2 separate regions of the Danio rerio genome follow, and region 1 is linked to region 2. A link is a contact called in public HiCAR-type data. All regions are on one chromosome and are shown on one strand. Each heading gives the region's core, a stretch centred on a gene start, on an enhancer-like site or on the middle of the called end of the contact. The rest is flanking DNA. Distances are from core to core; before and after follow the strand shown.

Evidence for each region. HiCAR-type assays count read pairs that join an accessible place to other places.
Region 1: a HiCAR-type map of caudal fin shows a contact between it and region 2, with 9 times the contacts expected there. The contact joins two enhancer-like sites. A contact is called at or near these places in 1 of 18 Hi-C or Micro-C datasets (embryo) and 1 of 4 datasets of contacts at active chromatin or transcription factors (caudal fin).

What each region holds. Positions count from the first base shown.
Region 1 is chr17:39,774,348-39,779,337 of GRCz12tu, forward strand. All of the region lies in intron 2 of LOC103909058 (a long non-coding RNA gene), which reads left to right. Among named protein-coding and RNA genes, the nearest start is that of plekhh1, 23 kb to the right of the region's middle. Within about 2 kb of position 2,319, at least 23 of the 62 cell types and tissues checked have an H3K27ac peak or open chromatin away from gene starts, as enhancers often do. A contact at or near this core is called in caudal fin, where this site is marked.
Region 2 is chr17:39,514,824-39,519,272 of GRCz12tu, forward strand. It overlaps tmem229b (transmembrane protein 229B), which reads left to right. Exons shown (of 3, transcript NM_001076673.2): 3 at 998-2,197. The coding sequence starts at 1,040. The coding sequence ends at 1,609. Among named protein-coding and RNA genes, the nearest start is that of tmem229b, 25 kb to the left of the region's middle. Within about 2 kb of position 1,883, at least 3 of the 62 cell types and tissues checked have an H3K27ac peak or open chromatin away from gene starts, as enhancers often do. A contact at or near this core is called in caudal fin, where this site is marked.

The sequences.
Region 1 (4,990 bases), core at 1,069-3,568, 260 kb after region 2:
AGGCATGCAGATGTATGGACAGGCATTGGCTTGTTGTTGACACACTTGACGACAGCCTCAAACACACACACACACACACACACATGTATGTACTAATGCACACAAATACACACGCCACACACAGTGGAGTGCTGCAGAATCCCATTTTGCTGTTTTTTTTCTTAAAGCCTCATTTCCTTCATCAGTATGAGTGATGTGGTTAGTGTCGGGGAGCAAAACTGATGTATGGAGTCTGAGTCTGCTTGTCTTCTACTTGTTGTTTGTTTTTCTGTCTTGCTCTGTCCCCTCATGGTCTTCACCAAAGCCCAGTACACATTTTTATCAAGCTTTGCATGGTAGAATCTCCCTGAATGGTGGACATTTTTGTGTAAACAGACAGTAAATGGCTTTGATATTATATAATTCAAGACTGTACAGTATTGCAAATTGCAGTTTAATTATATATATATATATATATATATATATATATATATATATATATATATATATATATATATATATATATATATATATATATCCACCCTGCTGCTGATAAAAGCATGAACATCTCTAAGTCCTCACTGGAAACAAAGCATCTAATTCTTGCAATGTTTTTTGAGATGATGGTATGCTGACTTAGTTACTGCTTTGATGTGACTATTGAAACTCAGTCATGTCAAAGCAGTAACTCTACAGTGGAGTTCAATGCTTTATACATTAGTCAAGTAGAATCTTCCTTTGCCTTGATTTACTCACAAAAGCCTCTGCATTGTCCTCTATCCCACTTTTTAAAAACTTTTTTTTATCACTCTTACTGTCTTCTCAGATGGGATGGCAGGCCAAATCAAAGGTTACCATGGGCCAATTTTGGCCTGCGGGCCCTAGGCATCTCTGCTCCAAAGCAATCATGTCACAAAGTGTGACTCTCCACCACTAGTTCTAGAAACTGTGAAAAAGTTCCATCAGTGCGAAAGGGTTCCACCAGTGCCTCTTGTTAGTGTTTCTGACTCACATTTTGGAATCAAGTGAAACCAGGGGGGTTGTATTAGCTTTTAAAGTATGGACAGAACTTGTTTGGTTTACATCATGTATGTGTAAACAAGAAACAATGTTCCATCTTAAGACCTTTGCTGTTCTCTTTCATTATACAAGGTGATACCAAATAAATTAATGTGTGTATTCAGTGCCAATATGCTAGAGGTAAAGTGTGCCAACAAATAGTACTGGTGTGTTCATGGCGAAATGAGTTTAATTCCCGGCTCAAGGTGCTTTGCCGTTCATTCCTTCCTTTTTTCTCCCTATGTATTTGTCTTAACTTCACTGTACTATATAATAAAGGTAAAAAATATAATTATAAAATATATTATAGTTTTTTTTATAGTTTTTATAATTATAATAAACTAAATATAACAAAAAATGTATGTGTTTACAGTATAATCTAAATTTTTATAGTGGATTATTTGAAGGTGCTACTACATAAAATTATAATATAACTTTTATGACAAAAAAGGGTTCTGTAACAAAGTTTTCTTCCTTATTCTAACCTTAAAGACTGAGTGTTCTCTCGTTTTACCCCCACTTTTGTCATCCATAGTTTGCTAGCTGGAGGTGTTAAACCTTGTAAATCTTGTTTGTGACAATTATTGTAAAATGTGCTTTAGGGAAAAAAAAATACTGAACTGAAAGCCATTGGGACTTTTTTACCCATTCAATACTTGGAAAATCAATTACAGGTAAAGGTTGAAATCATGTTTGTTTGTTTTTTTTTTTTGTTTTGTTTTTTTACATACATCCTCATTCTGACAGAGATATGCATCTAGTCACCTCTTCACACAGTGCCGGACTGCAATAACCTTGAGACTTTAAGATCACCTACTGAGCAGCATTCCAATATGTCTCTACCTGTCATTTACAACAACTCAGAGCCGTTCTAGTTTAGAGTATGCTTCAGTAATCAAAAATCACATAGGTAAGCATTTCATGTTCTCAGTGCAATTATGCCTGAATGTGATTACATAAATTTGAGATGTCCAACTAAACACGTCACAAAGGCACCACCTTGTCTCATTATTTGTATTGTGCAAGGTACACTTGAGATTATATTTCACTCTAAACCAACCACAAAACTCTGCAGATGCTAATTTTGCCCTTTGCTAATGGAACAGCTAATCCTGGAGCAGTGAGTCCACATGTTTATGTGCTTTCTAAACTGATTCCCTTGTGCCTGGGTTTGATTCACAAGATCCCTGGTTAGATAGTAAGACTGTTTATCATTATCAAGTCATTGAGTGTGTTGTTGAGTTGTGGTTAGCATTACAACACTGTTGAAAGTTAACCCATTACAAGCTGAACGTTTGCAGGCTAGTGTGTCAAAGAACATAGAGCTTAGATGGCACCTGCTGGACACAATCAGAACTGCTGTTAAAAATTCTACATTGCCTTTTTTCATTTAGCCTACCTGTAATCGTTGATAAAACGGTAACGAAAAATGGCGGGAAACTCCTCAAACAACTCCAGAATAGCCTAATAGTTATACATGGATAGTTTTATTGAAGATAAAATGTGCAGTTTAGTAGGCAAGCTGAAGATCACTCAGCATATTTTTTACTCAGAAATAGTAAACTTGGTCTATATATAAACTCATAATTTATTTGTATATACTCGTGATACAAATAAACTACACTGTAATATCACTAATCAAGGATGTAATGAACTTTTACAGGCAAAATACTGTATAATAAGTACTTTAGGTTGTTCCAATTTGCACATGAAACTACAACAAATAGACTAAAGCTTATGAGTTACTAGTTTAAGGACAAATGTGCCTTGCACCAAATTAGGTATTGCGAAAAAAGATTAGTTAGCAAAGTTAACTAATCATTATTTGAAGGCTATGCTGCCTGCAAGAACACCTGTATACTGTAAAACCTGAACAGTGAAAAATCACTAAATGAAATAAGCTGGTTTAACTGATAATTTTAAAAAATTGACTAAAATTTGACTAAATGAAAAAGAGTTATGGTAACTCATAAACGGATTACATTAAATAGAACTCATGCCTAATGAGTTATGAATTGATTTATTATATATTTTTGTTTGTGTTAACTCTAATGCTAGAAGCAATACCAAACCATTTGAGTGGCTATATAGTTGTTTGGACTTCTATTAACTGAACTTATATCGATTTGACTGTGAACTTAACTGAACTTAAAATGTTTAAATTACTACTACTCTTAATATTTGAAATCAACCCATATATATTATAGTACCAGTTTGCAAAACTTAAATGGTTAACCGCAGTTGGATTCCTCAAAAAGTAATTGGGTTTTACAATGCAGTAGCATATTTGTTTTTCCACAAAGAAAAACTGTTAAATTAGGGCAGCTTTTATGAATAAAAAATTTAGAAATACATTATTGGAGTACATCTCAAGACAAAACAAATGCACTGATGTATTTCAATATTTATCACTGCAAGTTCATTTTGGTTTAGACAGCTCAAACATCCAGTTTAGTCTCGGAATAGCCTTAAGCCTTATCTCTGAAATGATGATTATGAAGATGAATATTTAATATATGTGAAAAAAATAGGTCACTCAGCATAGAGTTTTGATTAAGAATATGTCAATGAACAGGGATAGGCCAAATACACTAAAACGTCAAGTATACTGATTGTAATATTAAGTATATTTCAGAGAAGAACATAAAAAGTAAACTGAACATACAAATAAAAAAATATATATTTAAAAGAAGTATTCTAATAGTAAACTAGAATAAAGGTCATTTTAATAGGAGCACTGTTGTTATTTAAATCTTTTATTAAATACTGTGTAAACACATATGTACAGTATGTACTTTGACCTTTTATGTGCACAGTAGTTTTTCTCTTGTTACAAAGATAAATAGTGTCCCGCGCCCATACGCTTGGCCTTTACAGTATTTACAACAGTACATTTATACTCTATTAAGCGTATGTTACCTTCCCAGCCCATTTTCCACCATTTCTCCTTGCTGTTCATCTTCATTCGCACCCCTGGCCAGCGCAGCAGCAGCAGCTGTGGGGCAGATGTGAAAACGGTTTCATATAAGAACACGTTTGGCATCTAAATCCCTTTCCAAAACCACAGAACAGTGCTTGATCTACCCAGAAACCTTCAGCTTCCCAATCACGCTGCTTTTGGGTTTATATCTGGATGTTTCTGAACCACCAAGACGTCTGTCAGTGGAATTATTCCTGCTAAAGGAAGCTGACAGCAGTGTATGTGTTGTTTGGGCCTGGCTGGGCAATCGACAACATGTATGTTTATAAATGGGACATTTTGCAGAGTTTGATTTCCATGAAAAGCAGAAATGAGGTCGCAGAATCTGGTGTTTATATGGGATGGCCGTGGTTCAGCTGTCTACTGTAGACTTCAGCTTTAGTTACGCCTGATGGGGAATCAGTCGCTAATGTGCGTGAATGCAGTTTAAGCATGTTGTATTCAAGAGCAGTTTTCACACTAGATTTTTACTCTTTTTTTTTTCCTTTTAAAGATTTACATCCAGCTCTGTGATATTCTGGTGCCTTTATATCAGTAAGATTATATTTTATATTATTGGTCTACTTTTATAAAAGTTTGTATAATTACATGACAACTAGTAGTACTTACAGTAGTAGACTGTCTATTTGATATCTGCTGACACTTAATTTTAATGGTCCCTTAACATACATTATAATCCAGCATATGTTTTACACAGCAGGTGCCCTTCCAACTGCTGCCGACTACTGGAAAACACCCATACACGCTCACACTACAGCCAATTTAGTTTATTCAATTCACCTATAGCGCATATCTTTGGACTGTGGGGGAAATTGGAGCATCCGGAGAAAACCCATGCAAAATAGGGAGAACATACGAAGTCTCCGGGACTCAAACCAATGACTTTCATGCTGTGAGGCAACAGTTCTAGCCACTGAGCCACTGTACCACCCATTGACATTGACATAAAAAAAATGTATGCTCTTATGACCA
Region 2 (4,449 bases), core at 633-3,132:
TTTTGCCTACTGTTTTCAGGTAAATCCACCAGAGGCCACTGTGGACTGATTTACTGACTGACCAACCCTCCTTCTCTAAACCCAACCGATAGTGTTTTCAAATGCACAGATTAAACCGATCACCCCCATTCCTAAACACAATCCAGACAAAGAAAAGCCCTTGTGGCCGACTGATTTTTTACCACGTTTTCTGATCTTACCACGTTCTCACCCTCAATTTTTTTTGTCTTTTGTTTTATTTACCTGTTTTCTGTTTTTTTGCCTGACTCGAACATCGTCAATGCAGTCAATTCCTCTCTGCATTTCAAATTCGCTGACAGTTAACATGGGAAAGGCCATAGATAAGTGGTCACCTGGTTGCGCAAAATGAAACAGAAGCCATTGGTGGCATGATACCGCTCCATATTGTTCGTTTTTAAGGCGAAATGCAGCCATACGCAGCTCTGACTACATAATTTGCGCTCTCCAGAAATGTATAGTGGTATGTTTTCACAATGAGCCTGTGTTGAACAAAACACTGCAGTGTTGCTCGGTGACACACAAACTTTGTTTACAATAATGAATTCAAAATAGCTTCACCACACAATGAATGCTTTTAGACTCTCCAGATTTTTTTCAGTTTTTTTTTTTGTTGTTGTTTTTTACCCACGTCACCTCACACTTTATTAAACCTACAATTACGGTATTTATCAAAAAACCATAATCACCACACACCACTAGTAGAATTCACTACTATCTTGTGTGTTGCCGCTAGTCATTTTTCAGCTTGTCATCATGCTATTTTCCAGCAGCTCCACAGTCAATAGTCAAGATTTGTGGCTCAGATGATTGTCTCCAAAAATGCAGCTCTTTTACATACTCTTAAAAATACTGTACTTCAGCATGCAGTACACAACACAGAATGCACTTTGCTAGTAGTATTCAGTTCCGAACATAGCTCTTGTATACAGCGCATGCAGATTTGTAACACTGTTGTTGTTTTTTTAACTTCCTCAAGCCTAAAATCTCCACACATCAAAACAAAATCAAGATGGTCACAATGGCAACAACAGTAACCCCCGAGCCCCTCACAGCCCTCTCTCGGTGGTACCTCTACGCCATCCACGGCTACTTCTGTGAAGTCATGTTCACGGCCGCCTGGGAGTTCGTAGTGAACTGTAACTGGAAGTTTCCTGGCGTGACCAGCGTGTGGGCGCTCTTCATCTACGGGACCTGCATCCTTATCGTAGAGCGCATGTATCTATGTCTGAAGGACCGCTGTAACGTGCTGCTCCGCTGCATCATTTATACACTCTGGACCTATTTCTGGGAGTTTGGCACTGGTTTTCTGCTACGCCAGTTTAATGCCTGTCCGTGGGACTACTCAGAGTTTAAATATAACTTCATGGGCCTGATCACGGCTGAGTACGCAGTGCCGTGGTTCTGTGCCTCTTTTATCGTTGAGCGTTTAGTGATACGCAACACACTGCGGTTGCGATTTGATGAGGTTGCTGAATCGGGCCAGGCTGAAGAACGATTGGATAGAGGCGGAGGAGGAAGAGGAGGACGAAGAGGAAGAGGAGCCAGAGCCGGAGCCACCAGCGCAAACGGCTATGTGAAAGTGGATTGAGGATGCTATCGACACCTTCCTTTTCCCACAATACTCGAAAGCACCCATCACCCATGACTTAATCCACACATCTCTCAGTCTCTCTCCCACCTACTTCAAGGGAAAGAGCCGCCCGGACACAGTTGGAACTTTCTGATTTAATATATCGTCCAGCTGGCGTTCTTCGCACACATGGAAGGACTTTCATTTGTCAGCTCGGTGCTCAACGCTACCCTCGCTTCAGGTACGTAGGAGTGGTGCCCGGTGGATAAATGAGAGAGAATGAACCCTCCAGCCTCCTCCCAAACCAGTCCATCCACTCCAGACGCTCTCTGGGAGGGGACAAGCCAAATGGCTTGTGTTCCCTCAACCAAACAAATGTGAAAAACAGGAACGCAGACACATCACGAAAAGATATATCTATCAAATGCTTTAACAAAAAGAAAAGAAAGGAAAGTCCTTTCAGATTATAAAGAGTTTCCATTATGTATGTATATGTAGTAGCAAATAACTGTTAGGATAAGCTTACCATCTGAATGCTAGTATGTGCTATTTATTAATATCTTAAATTAGTTAAGATGTCACGATAATATATTGATAAAAAAAAAATATATATATATACACTGTATAACCTGAAAGCAATGCCTTGTACTTGAATTTGGTGTTTTTATAATTATTCGAAAAACAAATCAGTGCTTGGACGTGCATGAAAGTTGTCTTCCAGGATATTTTTTCCATTTAATTTATCAAGAGTGATGTTGCATACAAATTAATTTCTTCCATTTTTTAAAATGTATTTATTTTTCTCATCGAGATGAACACATACATGAGTACTATATTGTTTTCGCACTAGTGTTCAGTGGTGGAACCATAAAACATCACAATATCCCATCTTTTCACTGGAGAGAATGTGTTGTTGATGCTAATTGGTGCTAGATTCTCATCGAATCGTTTTGAGGGATCCGATGATGGGCACAAAACGTATCTAGTTCACTGACCTCAGGTATGTCAATATTAATGATTTCACCTCAGTCTCTGGTTTGCCATGAAATAGTCAAAACAATATTCTGGTGAATTATTTTAAATGCCAACATCACCTTGATGTGTTACCCGCATGGCTACAGTTTCAGGTAATAGATTTGCCAGAAAGCTTTGTTGAGCAACTGTATTGGTTCTGTTGTAACCAACTAAACAAACCTGTATTAAAATCACCAATTTCTGAATGGAACTCTTGTCCAAATTTCCCCTCAATGTTATGCTGTGGACTATATATCACTGTTATTATTACATATATTAGAATGTAACTGTTAGTCTCATACCATACACATTATACATGTCATTTTCATAGATCTGATGCTGTTGTGCAGCTGTTGTTCATTGTAATGTCATAGCATTTTGCATGTTTGTCTCTTTGACATGCTATATTATTGTCCAAGTTATAAATTTTAAATGATTATCAAGTGCTGACAGACAACAATATTCTATTCCCTTGAAATTTTGTAAGTGGTACCACTGTCATTGTTCATGCATAATAATCAGCCGCCATAATACATATAGATGTGTGTTATCCCTGATCTGAGCACTCCTCAATGCCGTGCACGTGTATGTTCACCTCTGTGTATACAGTTGTGCATTCAGGCAATAGTTTGATGTGCAGAAGCAAAGCAGTAAGTGCTATTTGAATTTCAAATGTGCGATTTACAGCAAGCAACACCATGCAACTCACACTTCTATACATCTGACAGTTTTTTTTTTCTCTCGGTTCATTAAAACTGTGATATTTTCGCATACACATTCTACAAGTGATCCTGTGCAGTAAGATTGCATTGACTAAATATATTGGCAGTTTCCTTTAATCTTTTAAACGTTTATTTATGAGCTTTTTGCATTTTATAAAACTAAAAAAATATAAAGAAGAGAAAAAAAAAACAATGCAATACAATAATAACACATTAAGTGAGTGCAGCCCATTTTAAAGATGAATATTTGTATCCATTTCCCAGTCAATATAGGCAATGTATTTTGGTCCATTTAAACAAAACAGATTTATTAAACAGATATATTTATGAAAATACAATTTTAATCATCAAACATATTTAGAAATTGACAGATTATACATTTAAATTCAAGCAAAACATTCAAAATAAAAATAAATAAAATCAATAAATAAATTACAGCCTAAAAATTTCAACTAAATTTTCCCATTTGTTTGTTTCTCTTGTATTTAATATATTTCTCTAACATAAAAAATTTGGAGTACTAGTTTTTGGACTGTTATCTTTAGTTATTTTGTTATATGACCTCCAGATTTGGTTTCAGTTCTGACTAATGTATATGCACAAATATAATATTGTATAACTTTATATTAAAAGTATTCATTTAAAAGATAAATTTGTGAGGGGTGGACTTATAAATGCTGAGCACTGTACAATACATAAAAACACCAACTTATGACAGAACACAGAGGGACTAATGCACATGAAAGCAAAATAGATTATAGCTGGTCAGGTAATGCATAAATAAAAATAATTATAAAGTAACATTGTTCTTATATTACCAGAAAAATGTGTTGTCTTGACTATAGGTTTACTGTCAAATTATAGTTTGGGCACTTTATTAAAATCATTATAGATTATGAATATGAAATGGTGAATATCAATTGCACCCAATCTTTAATTACTGACAGGGGTCATTGTTTATGCTTGCATTTCTTCCAATGCATTAAGGTATTTTAATATCTGTCCCCATGTTTTATCAAATATTTCCAATTTATCATTATTGATTTACCTCAAACACTCCAAAGCAAGCCACTTACGAACTTTAGGTACAGATTCAGTTTTCCACATTCGCAAAATAACTCT